Regions from separate parts of the Sus scrofa genome. Here region 2 is linked to region 1. Evidence: chromatin contacts called from public HiChIP or PLAC-seq data. All regions are on one chromosome and are shown on one strand. The core of a region is the stretch at or near the end of the contact, and the rest is flanking DNA. Distances in the headings are between cores, read along the strand shown. Region 1 has its middle 240 kb from the start of RPRM. Region 2 holds the start of RPRM (protein reprimo).

Region 1 (5,538 bases), core at 2,630-5,129:
ACATCTTTAGGAGCTCTCATAGAAGAAAAGCTGCTACTTCCTTTTAAAAAATTCATTAAGAAACAGAAAAGATAATCCAGAAGCAGTCAGAAGGCCTCATATTTCATTTTAAATAACTCCTTTGTGGGTGTTGAATGCTTCTTTGCAGTACCTTGGATACTACCAGAAGTGATTTGTAACAAAGCAGGGAAGAGAGAGTATCCATCTTGAGTTAATCCAACCTCTGCAGGATGACACACACTCCAGGAACAATATCGGTTTCCTAGTTAGGCAGCAGCTGCTGTCTTTCTTGCCACCCGAATGATTGTGTTGACAGATCTTTGTAGTGTGAATCAAATCTTAAAGGCATAATAAGCAAAAGTAATGCCAGAGCTCTCATCTACTTTTTGTGGTAAGGCTCTTATTTAGTTGTTTCAAAATTGGGAGTTGGAAGATGTGTCTTTTCTGTCTCTGGATCTAGCAATGCTTAGTGTGGAAGGTATACTTAATTACCTGTGTTAAAGGGAACTCTCCAATGAGGGAAGGCAGAGTTAGCAAGGGAAGGAATAAAAATGCTTTCACTTAGGTCCCATTGCTTATTAAGACATTTGGAGATTCTGAATATTTCTTTTCAACCTAATTTCTGAAAACAAAGTAAACCTTCAGTAAGAAAGTGGCATTTGATCAACAGAATGCTATCTCTAATGCTTTCAATCCACTGCTCAAAAAAAAGAGTACAAGAAAAAGAAAGATACAAATAAGGGATAAAAAAAGCAAATACCAGAACTCCTGAGGCTAACAATCAGGTTAAAAACTTCAGAAACTTTACAATTGGAACATTCATTAAGAAGCAGAGAAGACAGAGCTGTAGTAAATGAAAGGTGGATGTTTGTGTGTGAAAGGTTTCATTTGGTCTAGGAAGTTTCAAAGTGTACAAGCTCAGATCCACACGGGAAAAATTTAAAGGTCAGAGCAGTCTTATCTAATGGTGCTGAACTTGAAACCTGCTCTAGTTTTAAGGCTAGTTTTAAAAACCTGGGGCTATTTAAATAGTAATAATAATGGTTTCCATATGTATTAAGCATTAAATAATCTATGCAGATGATCCATTTAGTCATCACAAAAGCCCTGCAAAGTGTTTTGCTATTTTTATTTTATTGATGGTGAAACTAAGGTGAGGGGACATTAGGCAACCTGCCCCAAATGCTCTAGGAGTCAGTCCTTCAGGTGCTTGACTCCGGAGCCCGTGTCTCTTGTGGCAGAGACAGGGATTTATGTTTACTTTCTTTGTTTCTGGGCATTGGGAAGACTGCATTTCCCAGCTTTCCTGTTACAACACTATGTTCTGGTCAATTCACTGTGGGCGGAGGTCACTTATGTGACGTCTGGGCTGAATTAGAGTTGATGTTCCTCATCCTGGTTCTTTCTTCTCCTTCCATTGTGAGTGAAAAGTCCATTTGTTTTGAAAATGCCAATGTCTGAAGATGGAAGAACTCTGAATCATAATTTATGACAATCCTCAAGGAGACACTTCCAACACATGTCTGTGATGTGGACAACAAACGAGCTTTTGCTCTGTTAAGCTACTCATGTTTGAGGATGTATTGTTACCACAGCATAGCCTACCTTGTCCTGACTAATACATTTCACCATCTGCATCTTACCTTATTACCTCCTTTTAGTTTTAGCTGTTAACATAGTATACTCCATATTCTTACACATGAAAAGTTACTAGATGATAAAATAATCAAATCGGACACAATATTATTTCTAAAATATGTCATCTAGAATAAGGGAATAATTTACAGAAGAATTAAGAGTGGTAATTTTTGCCTGAAGAAAATGCCTTCGGGGCTATAATCGAATTTGGTAGTTCAGAAGTCTGCTCATCTAATTTATGAAGAATTCATGGTTTGAGATCTCTTTGTCTCTGTGATCTCTTGTTAACTTCACTCTAATCAGCATATCTATGAAGAAGGATCAAACTGTGAATTCAAGTAGTTCCCTTCCCCTTCAAATAACTTTAAAGGAAAAGTCTGAAATACTATATTCCTTCACTTATTTGATTTCTCAACACTTTTTTTTTTTGTCTTTTTATGGCTGCACCCAAGGCACATAGAAGTTCTCCGGCTAGAGGTCAAATCAGAGCGGTAGCTGCCAGCCTACGCAATAGCGACAGCAAGCGGGATCCGAGCCATGTCTGCACCTACACAACAGCTCACTGCAACACTGGATCTTTAACCCACTGAGTGAGGCTAGGGATCAAACCCACATTCTCATGAATACTAGTTGGATTTGTTTCCACTGCACCATGGTGGGAACTCCCCTCAACACCTTTTATTTCAGGAGATAGACTTAGTAAAGAAGAAATGTGATAAATTTGTTCCATTAATAAGCACATTAAAAGAGGCTGGCCAGCTGTTTTATCCTGAGAGGAGCAGGCCTATCTTATTTTGTTTTTACAGATGGGGCATATGAGGTCAACTCTGTTTTCTGAAGGAGAGCTATTACTAAATCTTGGTAACTGACACCCTGCCCTTGTTAGCTATCCTAAAGCCTGTAACAAGAAACTCTCCAAAATTTTCCTGATAAGGAATGACCTTTGATTTCTTTGTAATCTGATGACTGTCCTTTTAATTATAAAATGCTGGTAGTGCAAAGGACTGATGCAGAGGAACAATTTTTCCCCAGGGAAGCATCATAAATTGTATGTGACAGTGGTTGTGACTATATAGCCAGGCAAAACATGGAGTTCTACTGATCATATCAGGGATTTCTGTTGGGAAAATCTTTATTAAGGAAGACCTTTATTCCTCAGCACTTTCTTCTATTAATTCCATCTAGCATTTAATGACCTCTAGAGTAGGGGCACCTAGAGCTGGACCTTTGATTTGAGATACCCTCTATTCCATGTTTCTGTCTACTATAGCCTTTTATACATTGTGAACACATCCTCTTTCAGCACATGTGACTCCAGCAGAAGTAAACTTGGATTACATCCTCCTTAAACACTAGTAGATGTTGAATGAAGATGTATGATAGATACATTTAGAAGAAAAGGAAACTGGTATTTTGGGAGGACAATGAATGGGTTAGATTTTTCATTTTTCCTTCAAAATGACTGCTACCATCAGAAACCTCAGTGTTTCTGATTCTGCTAATAGATTAGTTATATGTCATTTTCCCCTGTTTTACAGTTACATAGACAACTTAGCATTGAAATATGAATACTAGCCTAACACCATTATGCAACCCCCCACTTAAAAATTTAGAAATTTAGAGATTTCCACTGTGGCACAGTAGGTTAAGAATCCAGCTCTTGTGGCTTGGGTTACTGCAGAGGTACATGTTCTATCCCTGGTTCGGACATTGGGTTAAAGCCAACATTGCCACAGCTGCAGTGTAAATCGTAAATGTGGCTCTGGTTCAGTCCCTGGCATGCCATGGGTGCAGTCATAAAAAAATTTACTCACTTAATAATTACCAATCCTGATGCTATCACTGTTTTAGAAACTGATCCTAGGTAGGGGCTCAGGGCATGATGAAGCTGTTAGAAGATGAAGACCTAAAAATGCTTCTCTCTCCTTTCTCTTTGTATGGAGGTAAAAACTTTTTGGTTTTTCTTTTCTTTTTTTTAAGTTTTATTGAAGTATAGTTGATTTACAATGTTGTGATAGTTTCTGCTGTACCACAAAGTGATTCAGTTATACATGTACAGACATCCATTTTTTTTCAGATTCTTTTCCCATATTCCCATCACAGAATATTGGGTAGAGCTCCCCATACTGGGTTTGATAGAAAGTAAAAGTTGCATCAAATTGATAGTACAGAAGAGGCAAGACATGGCATTAGCTCTTCCATCTGGTGTTTCTTAAATAGAACAAACTATTCTTGGAGCTCTATAAAGTGCCTGCCTCATCTCACAGGAGCTGGAAATGTTTGGGCTTCTCAGTGAACTCAATAGGTGGAAGATGTGACTTGTAAAGCTAAACGAGAAAAAAAATGGAGACATACAGCATATGGAGGAAAAATGTCTAGCAAATGATTCTGTTTCTATAAAAACTCAGCAAATAGGAGGGTTTTTTTTTTTTTGGTAAACACAATTCTGTTTCCAATCTATAACCTTACTTTTAATAAAAGTCCTCTGTCTCTTTAGTAATCTTCTTAAGATTACAATTGCAATTTATCATTTGCAATGATAAACTCCCCAGTCCGCAGGGGTTTAGCACAGGATTTGGGGAGGTGAATAAAAGTAAAATTTCAAAGCTGCTATCTCTGCATGTTCCTCATAAAATCTTTGGCAGCTATTGCTGGAATAAAGCTGCCCTTCCACGCTCTTGCCTTGGCTTTGAAAGCTAGTGCATTGCCATGGACTCTGTGTAATTGGATACTCTGTAAAGTTATCTCTGGTTATTTCTCATTTTTATATCTTATAACTGTTTGTTTCATGATAAATATAAATATTATTATATTGCACATATGTTTCTGATCAGGAAGTCCTTGAACATTTTCTTGGGATCATCATCTTCTAATGCAGTTAGAAAGATGAGCTTGAAAAACTACTCCTGGATTGTGACTTGATCTGATGAGTCACATTGATAAATAGGTCGAAGAACATTAGAGTTCAAACGTAATTTGAGCAGTTACTTATATCTCTATGTATTTGTAGGAAGCCCATTTACTGTAACACAAGAAACTTTAAAATATCTCTGAATATATTCAACAAAAAATGTTCAAGGTACATGTTTTCCCAAGAATATAAACCTGTGCCGAAGGATACAGAAAATATTATAAACAGAGCTGTATAACATGTATCTGGTGTAGATTATTCAGTATCATAAAAATATCAAATAGTTCTCAGTGAATTTATAAATTAAATATAATAATTGTAATAAAAGTTCCAATGATACTTTTTATGTACCTTAATTCTAAAGTTTACTTGTAAGAGAAATTTCATTAAAATAGTTAAGAAAATGTCAAGGAGGAAAAATCTAAGAGGAAAATGCCCATTCCTCCTCTATTTATGTGGTTATTGAGAGTGACAGTAATTTTCTGGACATTTCAGGTTGTTTTAATAGCAAATCATAACTCTTTTAAAAAATTAGTCCATGCAGTACTTCATCCTAGCTCATGGTAATTCACATTTTATTGTTTTCTTTCTGGTTGAATTAATTCTATGTAAGTCAAATTGCCCTTAAAGTTTTATTCATAGGATTTTGTGAGAACATGATGTTGGTATGTTTGCCACAAAATAATGCTTCTTTTTATTATTTTACTACAAAAATCTCAAAAGCTGTGAAGTAGTATCAGTTTTAATAATAAGACAAACTAAAATTAAAGCTTAAATTATTTTTCTGGTTTTAGGTAGTCCCTGAGTGATCATGCCAGTGGCCAGAATAAATATTTTATTACAACTAAAAATGGTAAATCAGTGAGAAAATAGTCATCTAGATATAGTAAGTCTTAACGATAAGAAAATTAGTCTATTCCTACTTTCTTAACCCTATGTCAGTAACATCTTACAGAAAGACTCGAGCTGAGAAACAGAGGCAAATTTAT
Region 2 (5,917 bases), core at 942-3,441, 240 kb after region 1:
CTCCATGCCCGCCCTCTCCACCTGCCCCCAGAGCTTGGCCCACCTGCGGGTGGAAAGAGGCCTCGGCCGGGTTGGTCTCCCCGCATCCCGCGCTAGCGGCAGCTTCCAAAGTTCTGCGCCCTAATCGCTTTCTTTTTGACACTTGCTGCTGAGTCCAGTCAGGGCTCTCTCCTCCAGCCAGGCCTGGGGACTTTGGGAGGGCGAGCGAGAAACGTGTTGCTTCATTCCGAAAGGCAGAAGTCAACAGAAATAATTGACTCCCGACAGGTTTTCTTCTCCTAGTCTCGGATGGTGAGGGGGCGCGGCCGGGCTGGAGAAGTGGGGCGGCTGCCGCGGGGGTCGGGGACCGGTCAGTAGGGCCCCACGACCACTGCCTCCACCTCCTTAGACGGTCTCCGGTCCTTCACCAGGAAGTTGATCATGCCCTCGGACTTGATGAGGAGGTTGCAGCCAAGGAAGAAGATGCCAAAGACCACGGTGAGCGAGAGCACGCACATGACGGCGATCTGCACCACTCGCATGATGTACAGGCTGCGCTCGTCCGGGCCGCCCTCCGCGAAGCCGTCGTCGGTCACCACGGACGCCTGGGTGCAGCAGCGCACCGCGCGCTCCAGCGCCTCGCTGCTGTTGGCCAGGAACAGACCTGCCACATCAGTCTGGTTGCCCAGGGCTGGATTCATCGCGGGAGCGGGCGGGCGCCCGGGGAGGCGCGGGTCCGAGGGGTGGGAAGGCGGTGGCGCGGAAGAAACAGGTGAGCTGAGCGCTCACTTGCCGACTTGCGGGCGCGGGGGTTGTTCGCCCTCTCCTTTCCAAAGTCTCCGAGCCGTGGGAGTTCCCCCGGAGCCTTTGCGACGCGCGCCGCAGCCTGGCTAGTCTGAGCGGTCCGATCCTGCCCGGGAGACGCTCCTTCCCGGAGATGGCTCGACTGGGGGCTGTTGGAACTTGGCGGGGCTGGGCCAGCGGGGCCGTGGGAGGTGCGGACCGCGGCGGCAAGGCGGCTGCTCTGAGTGAACAGCGGCCCCTTCCGGCCGCGCCGCCGCTGTGCGCCCGCCGCGGTTGGACTGTAGGAGAAGCAAAGGGGTAAACCTCTTCTTGTAGCTTTCCTGCTTCGCTTCTGGTCCAGCTCCAAAGGCTAGGCTGAAGTCTCTGTAATTTTCTGGCTTGAAGGATGATTGAAGTTTCGGGTGGGGGAAGAGTTGCGACTGGCCGAAAGTTTCCTAAGAACTGGGTCACACCAGCTCAGCATGTCCTTTGCCTCCCGCCTCTCTCACCTCCGGGAGGTGGAAAGTAGCAATGAGTCGCAGATGCCAGATGCTGCTGGCAAATGCACGGACCCGCCGCCTGTGCCTGACTTTGTCTCGCTTGCGACAGATTTCTAGTGTAGTAGGGGTGTATTTTTTTAAAAAGCAACGATTTTAGGAAGAAAGAAAAGCAGGGAGGGAAGGAAGACGGGAAAGAAGAAAGGAAGAAAGGGAGGGAGAGAAGAAGCAATTGGAAGAGTAAGGCCGTTTTTATAGTGACTTTTGAGGGAAAGGAAAGGGAGTTAGGGGAAGGAAAGGTTCTTAGGTGGCCTTTGTGTAGAAGCGGTTGGCAGAAATAGGGTCACCTCTCTGGTAAGGGAGGGGGGAAGTGGACAGAATGGCCACCCTTGTAATCTTAATTGCCAATGAGTTTTTGGATGTACTTCCAGTGTTTTGCTCTGTTGGCAGTAAATCACTTGTTTAAGGGAATTGCTCATCAACATCCATTACTTAGAATACTGGCCAGCTGCTGGAAGCCCTCCCCATTTTCCGTAAGCTAATGTATTTCACCTTAGTCATTTAAACAAAATTGCAGATGTTCTAGGGGTCTGATTGAGGCTTCAGCCCATTGTGATTTTGCTTCTGGTTTCAGTGAAATGTTACAAACCTGTTAGCTTGTTTCTTGAGTTCTAGAAGAATACTTTAGAGTTTTTAAAATTTTTTTTCTACTTTTTTTCTTCTTCTTTCCCTTCCTTTTTCTTTCAAGTGTGGCAGCTGGAAATTTGAAGTAATTTGAAGTCTAGTCCAAACTTTTGATAGAATACCTTTATTATATTTCTATTAAAACAAAGTAGCTGCCTTGCCATTTTCAACCCTTTTTCTGAATTCTGTTATATTCTCTTGTTAAACGCTCTGATTTTTGTCTCCCCAAACATAATTAACTCCATTTTCACAGGTTTCAGTGTGTTTTTGTACTACTTTGTGAGCACAATAGAGTGAACTGCATTTTAGCAGAGAGTTTTCAACTTTTGGATGTTAATTTTTATGTCAGCTCTATTAAGTTTAGACCCTTCTAAATAGCTTTTTTAATTTTTTTTTTAATTTTGGGGGGGTGTTTAATAGCTCAAGACCCAGGCTTCTGGGCCTCATCCACAATTCACCTGGGTTATTGTTCTAGTTTCCCATGGTTATAATTGTCTTGAAGAATGCTTCTTTCCCGACAGTTGCTTCTTTGGATAAATTTATTATTTATTGATTAAAAAAAACTTATTTAAATATCACTCTATCGTCAGCCTTAGTTCATATGGGTGATACCTAACAGTAAAACAATACCTATGTGAGAAAATCATAGAATAATTTAAGATAATATAAGGCAATACTAAAATGAATGGTAGAGGCAAGTAGTAGGAGTTTGGAAAAGCAAAAGATGGAGAATAGAGGTCAACTTTAAGGGATATTAGCTTGTACAGGATTGTGTGTTTAATACAAGTTGGATATGGATGAGTAGAAAGAATACTCCCTTTTTATGTGACAGAAACAAGTAGAATTATAGTATATTTGTCAGGTCCAGTTACGAAAAGTTCCTAAGACTGCTAATTGAATCATTTCAGAATCTGAGCATATTTATTGATATTAACAATATTAATGTTTTAGTCAGAAGTCAGTGTAAACATGAGCAAAATTTGAAGTCCAGTGGAGGTTCTGTAATGTTAAACCTCTAGATTTGAGAAATACATTCTTAAAAGAAATTAGGTAATACTCTGACTTCATTTTCTTTCAGCTTTAACCACTAACAGCCACAAAATTATAGATAAGATAATGGTTATTCCCATCAGCTAGTTCATATCTCTGGGGAAGTGGTTTTGTTTCCTTGAGCCCTCTGCCCCAACCAGCCTGATTTTGTTGAATAAAATTTCTCAGAGTATTTAGATGGACATTAACTATAAAGTTAGTAGTACAAAACTCTCATTTATCACTCACTTATTACTGGATTTAAGGGGATTAAACTGCTAGAGCTTTTCAACAGAAATTGTCTTTCCCTTTTGTATTTTGAGGGAACATTTTTCTCTCAGCTTCACTCCTGTTATTCATCTATTTCCAAGAAAAATCTTAAGAGATGTGGCAAATAATACTCTAAAAATGTTTACGTAGAAAAACAGATGGCAATATGAAGTGGAGTAATTTACTGATAATTCACCTCAAAGAAAAGGATTTTGATACATACAACAATTCATTATTATTTTTAAATAACTACCTCTCCTACGTTATTGGAGAGAATGTTTGATTTCAACAAGTTAAATGCTCAGCATTTCACAATATACATATTACACAAGAAAGGAAACATTTTTCTGTTCTTTCCAGAAAATATATCTGTGGCATATAGTAAATTCTATAAAGATATTCCAGGGTGGAGTTCCCATTGTGGCGCAGTGGTTGACGAATCCGACTAGGAACCATGAGGTTGTGGGTTCGGTCCCTGCCCTTGCTCAGTGGGTTGACGATCCGACGTTGCCGTGAGCTGTGGTGTAGGTCGCAGATGCGGCTCGGATCCCGCGTTGCTGTGGCTCTGGTGTAGGCTGGTGTCTACAGCTCCGATTCAACCCCTAGCCTGGGAACCTCCATATGCCGCGGGAGCGGCCCAAGAAATGGCAGGGAGACAAAAAAAAAAAAAAAAAAAAAAAGATATTCCAGGGTGATATTGATGGGCCTCTGTGAGCAGTAGTCACTGGATATATAGTTTGAATAGTCTTGGTGTAGAACCAGACAATTTCCATATCAAAAGCCTTTTCCTTGATTCTGTTTCTATGTGTATTGTGAAAATAGTAAGTGGACATTTTGAAGAAGAGAATATCAGACATATAAAGGATAAGATTTTTTTCTTTTTTTCTCTTCTTTTTGAACGTGCTCGGGGTGGTGGCTAGGGACCAAACCCATATCAAAGCCATAGCCAGAGCCACAGGGGTGACAACACCAGATCCTTAACCTGCTGAGTCATGAGAAAACTCCAGGGCAAGGTTTTTTTAAAAAATAAATTACACTAGTGGGTCTTACTTGGCTCAGCAGGTAAGGGATCCAATATTGTCACTGCAGTGGCTCAGGTGGCTTCTGTGGCACGGGTTCCATCCCTGGCTTGGGAACTTCCACATGTCACAAGCGTGGCTAAATAAATAAATAAATAAATAAATTACCCTATATTATACAATGTAAGTAAGAGTAAGCCTCATATTCATTCATAAAGGCAGGCTGGGTACCTAGAACACAAAAAGAGAGCCAAAATGAGCCATATAGGTCATTGAACCACCATGATAGATATTATGAAAGCCAAAACCCTAAACTCATATATTTTCACTCTGATCTCTCAAATTCTCTTAAATGTATGCATTTTTTACTTCTCACATAGTTTTTTTTTTTTCTTTTTTCTTTTTAAGGCCTCACCCATGGCATGTGGAAGTTCCCAGGCTAGGGGTCAAATGGGAGCTGCAGCTGCTGGCCTACACCAGATCTACAGTAACGCAGGGATCCAAGCTGCATCTGCGACCTACTCCACAGCTCACGGCAATGTCAGATCTTTAACCCACCGAGCAAAGCCAGGGATCAAACCCACATCCTCATGGATACTGGTCAGGTACCTTACCACTGAGCCACAATGGAAACTCCTGCTTCTCACACAGTTTTAACTGTCTTTTCTATTTCTTTTTCTTGCTGACAGAACTTCAGTATCAACATGTGGTTTGGAGAGGAGAAAATGGCTGTGGGTAAGTGCTTTTATAACCACTAGAATACAACAAACAACCAGAAGGAAAAACAGAATAAAACATTAAACATACACAAATTTTCTAAGTATCAATATTGGTTTAGAGATATTAAGCGTAGAGGCAAATATTCTTAGATGGTTAGCAAAATGTTTAAAGTCATGGACTTTGAATGCTGCTGTCCTCACATACTAGCTGTGTGATCTTAGAAAATTCCTTTGCCTCTTTGTACCTCATTTACTTAGCCGTGAAGTGGGATGATAATTCACAGGAGTGTGAAAGGATTGATATGATCTATGAAAAATATCTGAGAATAGTTTTAATTTTTTAATTTTTTTAATTTTTTTTTTTTTGTATGTGGAGGTTCCCAGGCTAGGGGTCTAATCAGAGCCGTAGCTGCCAGCCTATGCCAGAGCCACAGCAATTTGGGATCTGAGCCACGTCTGCAACCTACATACGCCACAGCTCATGGCAATGCCAGATCCTTAACCCACTGAGTGAGGCCAGGGATCAAACCTACAACCTCATGGTTCCTAGTCAGATTCGTTAACCACTGAGCCATGACGGGAACTCCAATAATGGTTTTTAAATAAAATGGTTATCAAATGAAAACCTATTGCAGTAGCTCCTGAGGAGGCATCAATTGTATAGTTCAGTTTTAAAAGGCTAAATTTTGTTCAATATTTTCTTTTTCAGAAGGCTGCAAAGTGAGTGATACATTTTAGAAAGATTTCCATATGAAGTGCTTCATTTGGTTAAGGGAAAACCCATAAGGATGTGGAGAAATTAGGACCTCTGCAAATCATTTGTGGGAATGTAAAGTAGTGCAACCGCTATGGAAAATGGTTTGGCATTTCCTCAAAAAATTAAATCTAGAATTGCTGTATGATCCAGGAGTTTGATTTTTACGTAAACACATACTTG

What was found. HiChIP or PLAC-seq counts read pairs in DNA pulled down with a chosen protein or histone mark.
Region 2: a contact with region 1 is called in an H3K27ac HiChIP or PLAC-seq map of skeletal muscle, with 5 times the contacts expected there. The contact joins the promoter of RPRM here to the enhancer-like site in region 1. A contact is called at or near these places in 6 of 47 Hi-C or Micro-C datasets (brain, embryonic fibroblasts, epiblast stem cells and 3 more) and 1 of 2 datasets of contacts at active chromatin or transcription factors (skeletal muscle).

Annotation. Positions count from the first base shown.
Region 1 is chr15:60,898,407-60,903,944 of Sscrofa11.1, forward strand. No RefSeq gene overlaps it. Among named protein-coding and RNA genes, the nearest start is that of RPRM, 240 kb to the right of the region's middle. Within about 2 kb of position 3,880, at least 3 of the 83 cell types and tissues checked have an H3K27ac peak or open chromatin away from gene starts, as enhancers often do. A contact at or near this core is called in skeletal muscle, where this site is marked.
Region 2 is chr15:61,141,206-61,147,122 of Sscrofa11.1, forward strand. RPRM (protein reprimo) reads right to left here and starts at 2,192. Exons shown (of 1, transcript XM_005652433.3): 1 at 1-2,192. The coding sequence starts at 680. The coding sequence ends at 351.